2 separate regions of the Zea mays genome follow, and region 1 is linked to region 2. A link is a contact called in public Hi-C data. All regions are on one chromosome and are shown on one strand. The core of a region is the stretch at or near the end of the contact, and the rest is flanking DNA. Distances in the headings are between cores, read along the strand shown. Region 1 has its middle 88 kb from the start of LOC109943210. Region 2 has its middle 50 kb from the start of LOC118473520.

The links. A called contact is a pair of places that touch in the nucleus more often than the background predicts.
Region 1: a contact with region 2 is called in a Hi-C map of tassel, with 2.6 times the contacts expected there. The contact joins two enhancer-like sites. A contact is called at or near these places in 3 of 25 Hi-C or Micro-C datasets (ear, leaf and tassel).

The regions. Positions count from the first base shown.
Region 1 is chr10:105,190,859-105,194,098 of Zm-B73-REFERENCE-NAM-5.0, reverse strand. No RefSeq gene overlaps it. Among protein-coding and RNA genes, the nearest start is that of LOC109943210, 88 kb to the left of the region's middle. Within about 2 kb of position 1,693, at least 16 of the 20 cell types and tissues checked have an H3K27ac peak or open chromatin away from gene starts, as enhancers often do. A contact at or near this core is called in ear, leaf and tassel, where this site is marked.
Region 2 is chr10:104,894,518-104,898,064 of Zm-B73-REFERENCE-NAM-5.0, reverse strand. No RefSeq gene overlaps it. Among protein-coding and RNA genes, the nearest start is that of LOC118473520, 50 kb to the left of the region's middle. Within about 2 kb of position 1,479, at least 15 of the 20 cell types and tissues checked have an H3K27ac peak or open chromatin away from gene starts, as enhancers often do. A contact at or near this core is called in ear, leaf and tassel, where this site is marked.

The DNA.
Region 1 (3,240 bases), core at 444-2,943, 300 kb before region 2:
TAAGTCCAGATTTTAAATCGAGGCAAATTTTATAGATATTCAAACTTATATGCGCACTACGCATAGCAATATATAGATCAGCACATTAAACAACTGAATTAACATATTTACTCACGTCGAGTTTGTCGGTGCTTAGGTTGATCAAGCACAAAAGTAGACGAAGCAGGTCGATAATATAGACGCGTCGATTCGTCCGTTAGGCAGCGAAGATCATCGTCAAATGGTTTCGAGCGGTCGCACAGTTGCGCTGCCCAAAAACTTTATTGCCGCCCCTCGTGCAAGCTTCATAACGACAAGGGTTCAAAGATATCACTCGCTCTCCTCCTTACTGCACGCCAAGAAAAAGGGTTGGTGAGATACAACAACTCAATCGCCACAGCACAACTTTCCAAGCACGAAGAAGAAGAAGAAATGGAATAGGATTTTCGTATATCACAACCCGAACGCATTCAGTGTCTTAAAATAGACGTGGCTGCTCTCAAGGAACCGTTTTTCCATAATACACCCATAAATTGACAACAGGCTAATTAACTAAGTTAATGGCAGTAAAATCTATATTAAAATCTCAACGGACAGTAAAAAAACAAATTAACGAAGCCACTCAAATGACACGCCACGGTTGCGCACACGCGAAATAGACCATGCTCTTTTCCTCTCATATTACTTTATCTATTTAAACATAAGAACGATCGTAACTATATAAATTGGTCTGTACCACTTAAACCAGCAATGTAGGACTAAAAACCAACAGCCACTTCAGAATTTCAACCGAACGAGCCACTCAAATGGGCCGTTCTTCTCGCGTCTCTACATTGGCACGTAGCTGCTTTACTGGAATACGCCGCAGTGAAGGTGTCGAATTACATGAGTGCTTACGTTTGGGTTAACAGAGATGCCATGCTCGGCTTCGGGGATCTTCTAGGGCCGACGGCGTCGTCTCTCTTTCTGGCCAAAATTAGCCAACCTCCTTGTTTCTCTCTATAAATTGGAGTGTGCACTCGTTCTGTCTATTCTTTGCGCATCAGACAAACCAATCCTCGTCTTGTTTCATCCACCAGAGCTCCCGACGTCGTCGTCGTCTTCACGGTCGGGCAGAGCACCGCCGTGGGCAGGTCTCCCGTGGACAGGCGACCGTGATTCTTTTCTCTACATCCTGTTCATTGTTCTTAGCTCCTTAACACCTCCTATTGCTTATACACATTGTTGATTGAACTCTACCACAGTGGTTACGTTGGAACGTCGTCGCGCCACCGGAGATCACCGCCGCATCTCGGTTCTACGTCGACCCGTTATCTTCGAGCTTCTCCAGCTGAACCAGCGCACAAAATCGTTTCCCCGTGAGTTCCTGATGCCTCCCGAGCGCTCAATTCTAGCTCTACCATACGGTGTTCACCGGAACACTCCCTCACTGGGCCAGGAGCTGCCGGAGTCTATGGTGAGCTCTCTAGAGAGCCTCCCGATCGAGCTCAATTTGTTGTTCCAATAGATGTGTGATGTTGTAGACCATCTTCTCTGAGAGTGTGTGGTCCTTCCGAGCCCTTATGCGCCCTGCCCGCGTTTGCCAGTTCACCGGAGTTCGTGGCCGAGCGCAAGGACTTGTGTTCGAGAATTAGAATAGAGACAGGGGGTTTATGTGAAATCATGTGACTCAGTAAATAGTGCTTAGGATTCCTTTTCAGTTTGATTATTTCACAAGGACGTTTACTCAAAGTTGTCGGCGCAGTCGTGGGCCACGTGGGGCGTGTGCATAGTGCACAGCTCTAGGCCGCCATTCAGTTTTGATCCAATTTCAGTTAATGAAATTCTGATTATTTTACTAATATTCTTTGTTTTGATAATAATGCTACAAATTGTAAAAGTATGAAAAAATGATGAAATAATTTTTTCTGGGTTCATAAAAATGTATTCTTCCCGTTAAAAATAATTAGGGTATTTTAGCAATAAGTTTTATGTATAGGTTTTAATTAAAGCAAACTAAATAGAATTAGAGGATTTTTAGTGGTTAAACAATATATCCAAAATTATGAACATTTTTAGGATAATTTCTGTTAACCAGTGATGCTCCGATAAACAATTTTTGTAGAAGTCAGAACATGTTTAGAAGCTTAATCAATTATTACTCAAGTCAAATGTCTTTTTCCTTTAATAAAATAAAAAGTTAGAAGTTAAATAGTGAATAACCAATTGGTTGATGTATTTTGGGATTGTAGGAAGACCATGGGTCTCTTATACTTTAAGTAACCCATGGCAAGATGTTTGATAACATTCTAATCTTGTAGAAAGTTGAATATAGTTGGTCTTGTTGGCTTCCAACTATATTGTGAAGGGAAGTTGTACTCAAGACACGAAATTTTATTAGCCATCATTTATTCAAAGTTATGCATCACCATAAACATTTTATAAGAATTCATTATTATTACAAATAGAGCACAAAGGTGAAGTAATGTTTGAGGAGTCTGCACCTGAACAAGAGTTTTTAGCCGCTGGGGTGACAGCTACTTGTGATATTCTCACTAAAGAACCTGAATCTCCTCCTAATCAAGGCAAGCCCCGGTGCATTTAAATGTTTCCTTGTTGTTTACAAATTTTACATCACCTTATTAATACTATGTTGCATTAAGTAATAGGAGTTGTGTGATTAACCAAGTTGTTGCATTACCCACCATGATTAAATTGAAAATCATCCTTGATACATGTTTTTACTTAAAAGTTATTGATGCTTAGCCCTGCTTAATGGATTAGGGTTTTTGAAACATATGTTACTACTGATTATGGTTACTTGTGAAAGAACTATGGTAAAGTTTATTAAGATGAGAACGGGCAGTTATCTTGCATTGGGAATATAGTCTCTATGTAGTGTTTTTGTCTCCATCGATTAAGAGTCGTTCCGTTGTAGGCCTGCATGCTTAAGAACTTTTTAACTAGCCACATGCCCTAGTAAGGGCAAGCCTTATCCTGATTATTCCAATACGAGAACAACTACCATGAACTGGGAGTGGAGAGATGGCGAGAGTAGTGTGTACCCACCCTAGTGGATTGTGGTAGGGCGATGGAGTACTGTGCTCTCGGGTGGCACGAGTCCTGTTTTGGTCTTGGAAGATCCGAAGGTCGGGTTGACATATGCAAGGGTTAAGTGCTACATATGTCATGTGGTTGGAGATCCCTAGCTAGATATCAATCGATTCAGATCGCCATTGCTTTTCGAACATGGAGATTTGATCACTTTATGAGATTTGGTAT
Region 2 (3,547 bases), core at 230-2,729:
AACATCATGTTCAGGTGTTTATAATATTGAATATAAATTATACATATATTATATATGATTTTTTGTAAAATAAAAAAATAATCGTGTCGGGCCGAGCCAGCACTACGGGCCGAGGCTACGGCCCAAGCACCGCACGACGCTCGTGTCTGGTTGGCCCAGTCACTATTAAATGGGTCGTGGCTCGGGTCGTCACGCCAGACACGGCCCATTTGTCCATCTATACCTCCACACGATAATAATGGTCCTCGCCTCACTTGCCACCACCTCGTTCGCCATTCTACTTCTTTTCTCTCCCCTCATGCCTCCACCTCTGCGCCACCCCATTCTTGGTAGAGGGCGTAGGAGCATGCACCTCCTTCCTGTATTCGTCCGACACCAACTCGCGCAGTGGCTATTGCACGTCCACGAGGACATTTCACATCATGCACGCACCATCGTTTTCGCCGTTGTCGGACGTCCCGTTTGTCTTCTCGGCCATCGCCCTGTTCTTCTTCCTCAACTTGCTGCCCCCGCCCACGGTCGCAGCCGCGAGCCGACCGACGCTCGTCGACGCGGGTACGGGGCGAGTCGGTCATGCTCCTGGCCTTTCTCCGTGCATGCCGTCGAGTAGGACATGGTGGCGCCTGCCACGCTTAGATTATCTTGGTGATGAGGAGTCCAGGTCTGAGATATTGAACAACCAAGGCCCATAGCGTGGCAGCAGTCGACATATGCTAGGGAGTTGGTGATGGTGTTGTGTCGCTTCGGCGGGTCCAAGACTAGGAAGACACTCGCATTCTCTCGCTCTTCTCAGATTGACGCCTGGTGCGGGTGCCTCTTGGTTTGAAGCTGCTCGGCTGGGCTTCTTTCTCCGCTTGTGTGCTCTCTCCCTATATATCTAGCGGTATACTAACTATATCGCCTCCAGATGCCCAGGTCTTCGTCGTGTCCTTCTCCAGCAATGAACATGTATGTCCGTCTCTCCCCTTCCCCTCCTGCTCTACGAAACCTTGTAAGTGGAGGAGACGAGGGATGGAGGCTCTGATTTGCTGCCTATGGTATCCGTGCGTTCATAAAAAATAATAAAATATTATGCTAAGAGCGGAGACAATCAATAAAAAAATTTAAAGATCTTTTTGGTGGATAATTTACGTGGGTATTGTTGTGAGCCGTTGCAACGCACGAGTAATCGACTAGTTATTTTTAACATCATTCTTTTTTTGTCACCAAATTGGTAAGATTAGCAAAAAAAAGGAAATCAGTTAAAGTCACACTTGGACGTCTCTAGGACACCTTTATTTTTAATGCGATTGTCACCTTTTTAAATCGATTGTCAGATAAATTTTCAGCCCAAAGCAGGTTGAATCGAAGCTGTGCAGCTGCTCCCATGGCCTCGCGTTGCGCATTTCAGAAGTTCAGAATCACTTGTAGATAACCATTGCCATTGGGCCACTATGGGTCGCTTCCCTTGTGTGATGTTCTGCTTCGTTGAGTTTCAAACTTCACTTTGGGCCTGTCCATAAAAGAACTCCAGGTGCCTCCTTCTGTCTAATGGGCTGCAAAAGCCTATACCCTCGTTGGGAAACTAATTTCAGCCCATGAGAACACCACACACCTACACATCTTTTTATCAGATTTATGCCGGAGAGAAAAAAAGAGATATGGCTGAATGATCGATATAGCAAATTTCATCAAAATAGTTTATTCACATTTATAAACTAGCGGACAAGTACATGCGGCATGCATGTGTCTGAAGTCTTTCTTTAGTAGAAGTGCTGACTTCATGACTAATGCATTTTACAAAGACAAAAAGCATACTTTTAATTTAATGAGAATATAAAATTTAAACCCTCGGGTTCATGAAAAAAGTATCATGTAATTATATTATAATAGCAATTTGAACGTAAATAGTTTTAATATATGACAATAGAAATTTTTCTAATTTTCGTCGGCCAAGGGCCCTATAAAAATTAAGGCTTGCTTATAAAATTAGCTAGTTTTCGTCGTCAATCAACTCTTGCAAATAAAACAACAAAAATTAGCTAATTTTTGTGGGTTGCTCATGAAATTTTCATCGATCAAATGAGGCTCGTGAAAAATTAACTAGGTTTCGTTAGTCTAGTATGACCCCAGAAATTAGGGCTCAAAATGGGCGATGGAAATTAGCCTAGCTAAAATTAACTAGATTTCGTTAGCCTGACATCGAAATTAGGGTTTGGAGTGACCGATGAAAATTAGCCTAGCTAGTTTCTGACGATTATCAAATGCTGATGAAATTAGATAGTCTACTTTTTGTGGGCCAACCAAAGTCAACATGAATTAGTGTTACCAACACATAAAAGTTTTGCAATTTAACCATTTATATCCATCTATTATATATATATATATATATATATATATATATATATATATATATATATATATATATATATATATATATATATATATATATATATATATATATATATATATATATATATATATATATATATATATATATATATATATATATAGACACACACATCCATTCACAATATATATGTATATATTCATCCACATCACATACATTCAAACACATTGGCGTATACCCAAGAACGTGGTACCCAAAGTAAGCTCATAACTCATGAGGGCTCGTCTTGGACAACCAGGTCCCACCGAGCAACTCTGTGTGACGGATGGGCCAACCAGATCCCAATCGACTAACTCTGCGAGGCAGACGAGCCGACCAGGTCTCGACCGAGCAACTCTATGAGGCGGACAGACCGACCAGGTCCCAACCGAGCAACTTTGCGAGACAGACGGGCCCACCAGGTCGCACTGAGCAACTCTGTAAGGCGGACGGGCCGAGTAGGTCTCGCCAAGCAACTCTGCGAGGCGGATGGGACGACCAGCTCCCGCCGAGCAACTCTGCGAGGCGGATCGGACAACTAGGTCCCAACTCTGTGAGGTGGAGAAGCAAGAAGCCCACGATGAAAGTTGAAATACAAGTGGGCCTTGGTGCCATGCCACCATAACACACACACACGGCAGGAGCACACTCGTAGCCGGTTGACGTGGAGGCAAACCATGTACTATTACCCGACGCCAGCCACAGTGAGGCACATCGCCACACACACACACACACACACACACACACACACACACACACACACGCACGCACGCACGCACGCACGCACGCACGCACGCACGCACGCACGCACACCGTCTCGGATGACGCCACAACACGATGGAGGGATGATGGAGAGTCTCTGACAACGGGACGGGGCATCACCACGTATGACCCTCAGTATCCTTCGACTCCGGGGCATGGGTTCCACCATGTGTTTCTCTAGGGCATCACAACACCGGAGTCACTACAGTGACCCGCATATGGGGTAGATGGTGCGATCTGCCATACTAGGCGTACGAGCACGCACGAACCAGAAGACGACGTCAGGAGAGCTACATCAGCAAGACTATCGTAGATAATAGGTCACACCCTCCTTCGGATGACAAGTCCCTATGTAAGAACCCCAACCTAGAACTATAAAAGAGGAGGGTCAAACAACCAAGGGAATTTAGCCTAAGC